Regions from separate parts of the Mus musculus genome. Here region 1 is linked to region 2. Evidence: chromatin contacts called from public Micro-C data. All regions are on one chromosome and are shown on one strand. Each heading gives the region's core, a stretch centred on a gene start, on an enhancer-like site or on the middle of the called end of the contact. The rest is flanking DNA. Distances are from core to core; before and after follow the strand shown. Region 1 overlaps Gm44140 (a long non-coding RNA gene). Region 2 overlaps Gprc5a (G protein-coupled receptor, family C, group 5, member A).

Evidence for each region. A called contact is a pair of places that touch in the nucleus more often than the background predicts.
Region 1: a Micro-C map of embryonic stem cells shows a contact between it and region 2, with 5 times the contacts expected there. The contact joins two enhancer-like sites. A contact is called at or near these places in 1 of 39 promoter capture datasets (hippocampal neurons) and 1 of 484 Hi-C or Micro-C datasets (embryonic stem cells).

What each region holds. Positions count from the first base shown.
Region 1 is chr6:136,490,615-136,494,028 of GRCm38.p6, reverse strand. The region is part of intron 3 of Gm44140 (a long non-coding RNA gene); the gene reads left to right. Among named protein-coding and RNA genes, the nearest start is that of Gm44140, 26 kb to the left of the region's middle. Within about 2 kb of position 1,653, at least 111 of the 459 cell types and tissues checked have an H3K27ac peak or open chromatin away from gene starts, as enhancers often do. A contact at or near this core is called in embryonic stem cells, where this site is marked.
Region 2 is chr6:135,069,236-135,072,334 of GRCm38.p6, reverse strand. The region is part of intron 1 of Gprc5a (G protein-coupled receptor, family C, group 5, member A); the gene reads right to left. Among named protein-coding and RNA genes, the nearest start is that of Gprc5a, 5.1 kb to the right of the region's middle. Within about 2 kb of position 1,779, at least 41 of the 459 cell types and tissues checked have an H3K27ac peak or open chromatin away from gene starts, as enhancers often do. A contact at or near this core is called in embryonic stem cells, where this site is marked.

The DNA.
Region 1 (3,414 bases), core at 404-2,903, 1.4 Mb before region 2:
TCGAACTCAGAAATCCACCTGCCTCTGCCTCCCAAGTGCTGGGATTAAAGGCATGCGCCATCATCACCCGGCGCCCATGTTCCTTTAAGTAACCCCAATAAATCACTGGTTCAATACATTGGACTTTGGTATAACTGTTATTTTGATCTGTTGTGGGTTCCACTTTTGGATAAGTAGGGGTCTGTGTGTGTGTGTGGTCTTGCCTTCAAACAAGTACTCATGAACATGGTACTAAACCTGACACCCACGTAAATGATGCAGTATAATATCTGTATCAGAGAACTGGTAATGTGGTACCAAATGTTTACCCACTGTAGCAGGCCAAGGAGACCACACACTGTTTGAGGTTGTGCATTTAGAAGACACGATGGAAAATATTAATGGTTTTCGTGTGCCACAGCTGCGTCACCACACTAAGCCTGAGAGGCTAGAAACAGACAGTGAAGAACAGAGATGTAGGAGACTGCCACTCGGCTAACAGAGCTTCTTGAGAGGCTCGAACGTGAAATTAGTCACTTGTTCCCCTGCCAGGAAAAAAGGACAATAGATTTTGCACCTCAAGATAGAATTAATTCTATCCATCAGCTAAAAACTATGATCTTAGCAGGATAAAATTTGTTTTTCACATCATCATACAAAAACATTAAGTCTCAGAAACTTGTAAAGATGTTCTCTCGTTTTAAGTCTGTTTTCAACAATTTTAAAGTAGTTGTCCTTATACTGAGAGGCAAATGAATGAATGGGCAGATAGAATACTACTGTGAGAAACTTTTGTTTATTCTTATCAAAGTTAGTCTGGCAAGGACCCTTTTTTTCTTTCCCTTCCCACTTTGTACCAATTAGCCAATCACATCAGCCTGTGGAGCTGAACTCCCACCAGTGGGATGAGACACAGTCACACCTACGTGAGGAACAGAAGATGGGAGCCATCTTGACCCAGTGTGCTTGCTAACCCTGGGGCTCCCCTTTAGCAGGAAGAAAGTCTTGCTGAGCGGCTTTCACTTTGTTCCTGTGTTTCTTTGTGTAGCGCTGGGATTGCTCTTTGTCTCTAACAATACAATAAAACATCAATTTTCGGGCTTGGAAACAATTACTTTTAGCTGAGTAATTAACTGAATGTATGTAAAAAAAAAAAAGAAATGAAATTATACTTGTAGCTATTATATTGAATGTAAATATCTGTGAGTGTATTTGAGGCTTAAAGGAATCCCCAAGTCTACATAGGTAGAAAGTGAAAGGGTTTACAGTGGAAGGGGATCTTGGGGATCCGAGGAATACCGAGGAATAGCATACATCATCAAGGAGACCTCACCGAACAAGACACTTATTGGGGTGTGGAATCACAAAATGGTGGCTGCCTTTAAAAGCAGGAATGGAGCCAGCAGCAAACAGGTCATGATGGTGGGCTTTATAGGGGAGGTATGGAGCATGCCCATGAAAAGGATTCCCATTGGACAGTAGTGAAGACATGGCCATTGGCTCTGAGTCACTAAAGGCTGAGTGGCGGGTGGGAGCACCTAATTCTGGAATGTGGGCGGTTCTCAGTTGACTGACAGCTCAAGGGCTAGATAAGCAGTGCATTACCTAAGCTCATCACAATGCTTCAAAAGGGAACCCAGATATGGTCATGGAAGATGTAGCTTAAAGAGGAACTTCTGAGCGGCAATCATAAGGGAATGTGTTAGTCATCCGTGTCTGTCATAACAAAATACCTCTGCCTTGAGAGCTTTAATGGCAGAACTTCACATGCTCTTGGTTCTGGGGCCTTAGAGTTCTGGATAACCTATGGCCAGACTTCATCTCTCTTGAGACCTCAATTCTCTGTTTTCTGGTGGTTGTATCCTTAATGTGTCTCCTCTTTATGTTGAACACATCTCTGGAGTCTTGTCTTATAAAGATATCAGTCATGTGGATTCAGTGCTCACCTTCGTACCCTTGCTTAATCTCAACCCCCTCCACAAAGATGCTGTTTCCAAAAACAGCCACATGGAGGTTAGGGATTCAACATAGTTTTCTTTCATTCTTCCTTCCTTCTTTTCTTCCTTCCTCCAACTCAGTATGGCCACTTGGATGACCTTGAACGCCTGACTCTTCTCTCTGCAACTCCCAAGTGCTAGGATTACGGGCAAGAGAGCAACCACCACATCCTGCTTCAACAGAGATTTATGTGTAGAGATGACTGAGTAGATAAAAATGTGTAATTCACAAGCCTGAACCTAAACAGAGATCACTGGAGTCCTGCTGAAAGCCATGCGATATAGCACGCATCTGCAATCTTAGTGCTTTTATGATGAGATGTGAGGCAAAACAGAGTTGCCCAAAAGCTCACAGGACAGCTGTTAAATGTGTTAAGTTTGGTGGTCCTCCAGCCTGCCTTTCAGTGACTCGGTGGCAGCAGCTTAAGTCATCACCCAACTGTGCCAGGTGCAGTGCATTTCCATGGTCGATATGAGTTGTGTATCAACTTGTAAACTCTTTAAAAGTCATGGCTAGCTCAAATGTGCACTGTCTTTCCCTCTCTCTCTCTCCACCCTCCCTGATTCCTCTTCTCCTCCTTCCTTTCCCCCCCCCTCCCTTGTTTACTGTTTCATGTTCTCTCTCTCTCTCTCTCTCCCTCTCTGTCTTGTTTATTTTTCCTATCTCTCAATCTCTCTTTTGTTCTCCCCCAATAAAGCTCTTGCACTAGCTCTGTGGCATAATGTGACTGTGATGTTTCTTGGCTCCCACCCACCAAGCTTCCGTTTCCGCTGCTTTGTCCTAATACTGGCTAACCTAAAGTGTTCAACCCAGCAGAAGAAAACTAGCTAGGGACCTTGCCTCAGAAACAGGTGGAGGCTGTGCTCGCCTGCCTCAAACTGACTCCTAAAAGTTGTCTTCAAGCTTCCACACCTGCACATGCATAAACATACACAAGAGGAATTTTGAGTGGGACACAATATAGTCACTAACAAGGATAAGAAATGAATAGCTCAAACAGGCCCAAACGTGGCAAAATTGGTGCTGGGAGGGGGGGAGGTCCTCCCTCACCCTTCCCTTTTGTTAAACCACTGGACTCCCCACTAGACTTCTTATTTGAATACTTACTTATGTCTGACTCATTCCTGATGCTGACCACCAAGGTCCAGCTATCAAATTTACTTATCTCACTTCACCGACTAACATGTCCAACCAGGACTCAACAACTCACCCTAGCATGGACTTCCTTCCTTTGCCACCAAGATCACTCCTGCAGAATCATTTGCTGCTCTTTCTAGATTCAAAATCAGCCACCCTTGTTAGCATTCCTTCTAGGCTTTGCCTTGCAGTTACCTGGCAACAGCCAGGTGTGTCTGACTCACAGTAAAAGGGGCTGCTTGCCCCCTCCTCACTCTCTTACTCTCTCATTCTCTTATCCTATTACTCTCTCTCTCCCTT
Region 2 (3,099 bases), core at 530-3,029:
CACAGATTTCTTTTGAGAGGGCCGAGGATGGGGAGAGAGCCTTCTTAGCAAACACCTCATCCTTGATTTATTTCCTCTGGGTCACCATCAAGGTCTCCAGAGCCTTCTACCTTACCCAGCATCTCACAGACTCTCCACCAGCGGTTCCTAATGCTGTGACACTTTAACACAGTTCCTCATGTTGTGGTGACCCCCAACCATAAAAGTACTGCGCTGCTACTTCAAAACCGTAGTCTTGCTTTTGCTATTGATTGTAATGCATTCATTGACATGCAGGATGTGTGACCCCTGTGAAAGAGTCACTCCCCCTCCCCCAAAGGCTGGGGGAGGGGGAGATCCACAGGTTGAGAACTGCTGCTCTATCAAAGTGTCCAGGTCTGACTGTTGAGATGTCTCCAGAACTGACTTCGTGCAGTCAGTGCTCCTCACCAACCAGCGCCAAGTGGACAAATCCCACAGACCCCAAGTGTGGCTGCCACCCTTAGAGAGCCAACAGAGTGTGTCAGGTGACTGACCAGCTGTCCACGTAGGCAGTCAGGAAGTGCTGAGAACGTGCACTTCGGCAACCGTGCAACCGTGACCTAGCCTACCAGGATGAGGGGACTGAGATGTGAGGAAGGCTGGGAGAAGAGGGGGAAGAGATAACCAGAGGTGTGAGGTTGTTAGAGGTTGTTACGGAGGTAGGAGAGAAAGGCCCCGAGCATGGGCAGAGGTCAGGTCAATTCCTAAACTCTCAAGGGCAACTAGGGGTTGCCATTGTCCCAGGACAGGGAGCAGAAACATGCAGGACATGCAAGCGAAGCAATATAGGAATAGTAAGAGCTCAAACCTTAGCAAAATTTTATTGAGCCATGTACTGTTTCATTTAATCCTCCTGTCCCACTTTAATGTCTATTTGTTTTTAAATAAGGTCTCGATGTGGCCCAGGTTGGCCTTGGACTCGCTATGTAGCAGAGGATAACCTTGAACATTTTGATCTTTCTGACTCTACCTTCAAGAGTCGGGATTACAGATGTGAGGTGCCATCTGGTATTTTATCACTCCCTTGACAGCTGAGAAAACTAAGCCAAAAAGAAATCAAAGTCTTTGTCCAAGGCTATGTGAGTTTTTTAATGGGGCTTGACACATGCAAATTCTCCAAGTGATCGCTTTCATTTCATTTAAGCAAAAAATTTAAACTGTGGTGTGTGTGTGTGTGTGTGTGTGTGTGTGTGTGTGTGTGTGTGTGTGTGTGTGACACACACATATACAGGTGCTCACGGAGGCCAAATGAGGGTATCTGTTGAATCCCCTGGAGCTGGAGTTACAGTTGGTTATGACCTCATTGCGTTCTGGGAACTGAGCTCAGGTCCTCTAGAAGAACAAGTGCTTATAACAGCTGAGCCATCTCTCCAGCCCCTTTCTCTCCTCCTTTTTCTTTCCTTCTTTCTTCCTTTCTCTCTCTCTCTCTCTCTCTCTCTCTCTCTCTCTCTCTCTCCCTCCCTCCCTCCCTCCCTCCCTCCCTTGCTTCCTTTTTTTTCCCTTTTTCTTTTTGGTTTTTAAAGACAGGGTCTCTCTATGTAGCCCTGGCTATCCTGATTCTATCTGTAAACCAGGCTAGCCTGGAACACAGAGATCTACCTGCTTCTGCCTCTCAAGTGCTGAGATTAAATAAAGATGTGTGCCACCACCAGCAGGCCTTTCTTTTTTTTTTAAAGACTGGGTCTGAATATGTAAGTAACCTAAACTGACCTCAAAATCACAATCCTCCTGCCTCCAGCTCTTGAGTGCCAGGATTCCTGGTATACACTACCACACCCAGCATTCCAAGAGTGTTTTCTATACAAATAGGAATTTGGGGCTGTTAAAGGCCTTCTCAGACAAAATCATACTTCCTTCCCTTCTGCTCACAATAATGATGTATTTCTTCAAAGCTTGGTCTCAACATAACCTCTACTGGGAACTTGTATCACAGTATGGTTAATCCCACCTCATTCTAAACGCATCGGTCTCTTCCTAGCCCTGACAGTGAAGTACTCATTTTCCTGTATGCCTGGTAGTGACTATATGTTAACACCAGTAGCTAACAAGCTCCGTGAGGACACAGATCGAGTCCCCTGTCTGTTGGCATCTCTCTCTGTATGTGGTTCTGCACAGTGATTCTGAGCAAGTATTTTGGACTAAGATTGACTGCCGAATACTTCCTCAAGTGTGAGTAATAGGATGATTTATTTATTTGAGACAGAGTCTCATTCTCGTGTCACCAGGGCTGGCCTCAAACTCCTGACCCTCCTGACACCGTCTCCCAGGTAATGGGCTCTCATCCATGAGTTCCCACACCCAGCTAAAGGAGTAAGAGATCTTAAAAATGAATCTGTGCACATTTTTCTGACCCTCCTACGTTTATCCAGGCTGAGTTCTTCCAAGGGAGGAGTCCCACAAAAATGTTTCTGCAGCTGAAAAAGGATTAGTTAGGTGGGAAGTACCTCTGCGGGATCCCCTGTACGGGTAACCACCCCAGTTCCCATCACATAACCATGACACATCATGGCAGCGTCCTGTGAATAATGCTTTACTAACATAACTGAGTTGAGTCTCTAGGCAGTGATTGGTGGGAAGAAAACCATCATCATCATCACCACCACCACCACCATCATCATCATCATCATGGCACCAAAACAGACGGAGACAAGTTTGAGAACGAGGCTCAGGGCCATTTTCCACTTTCATACAGTGCCTGAGAGTGGGGCCATCTTACTCTTACTCCAAACAAAGCTGTACTATAAAGTAGACTTTCATGAGAGAGTGCAATAAAATACTAGAAATCACTGTGTGATGGCACACACCTGGGCTCCCAGCAAGTTCAAGGTAAAACCCAGACCAACAAAACAAAATGAATCCGAGATCCACCACGGTAAAGAAGAAAAGCATCATAATGAGAAGACGTTAAAATGTATGTACGTCATGTATGTGTGGCTGTGTGCTAACATGCAGAAGCCAGAGAAGGACACTAAACGTCCTCCTCTATGGCTCTCTTCCCTTGGGACAGAGTCTCTCTGTACAGGAAGCTCACTGTTTTCTTGGACTGGCTGGCTAGGGAACTCCCGGGATCTGTTTGCC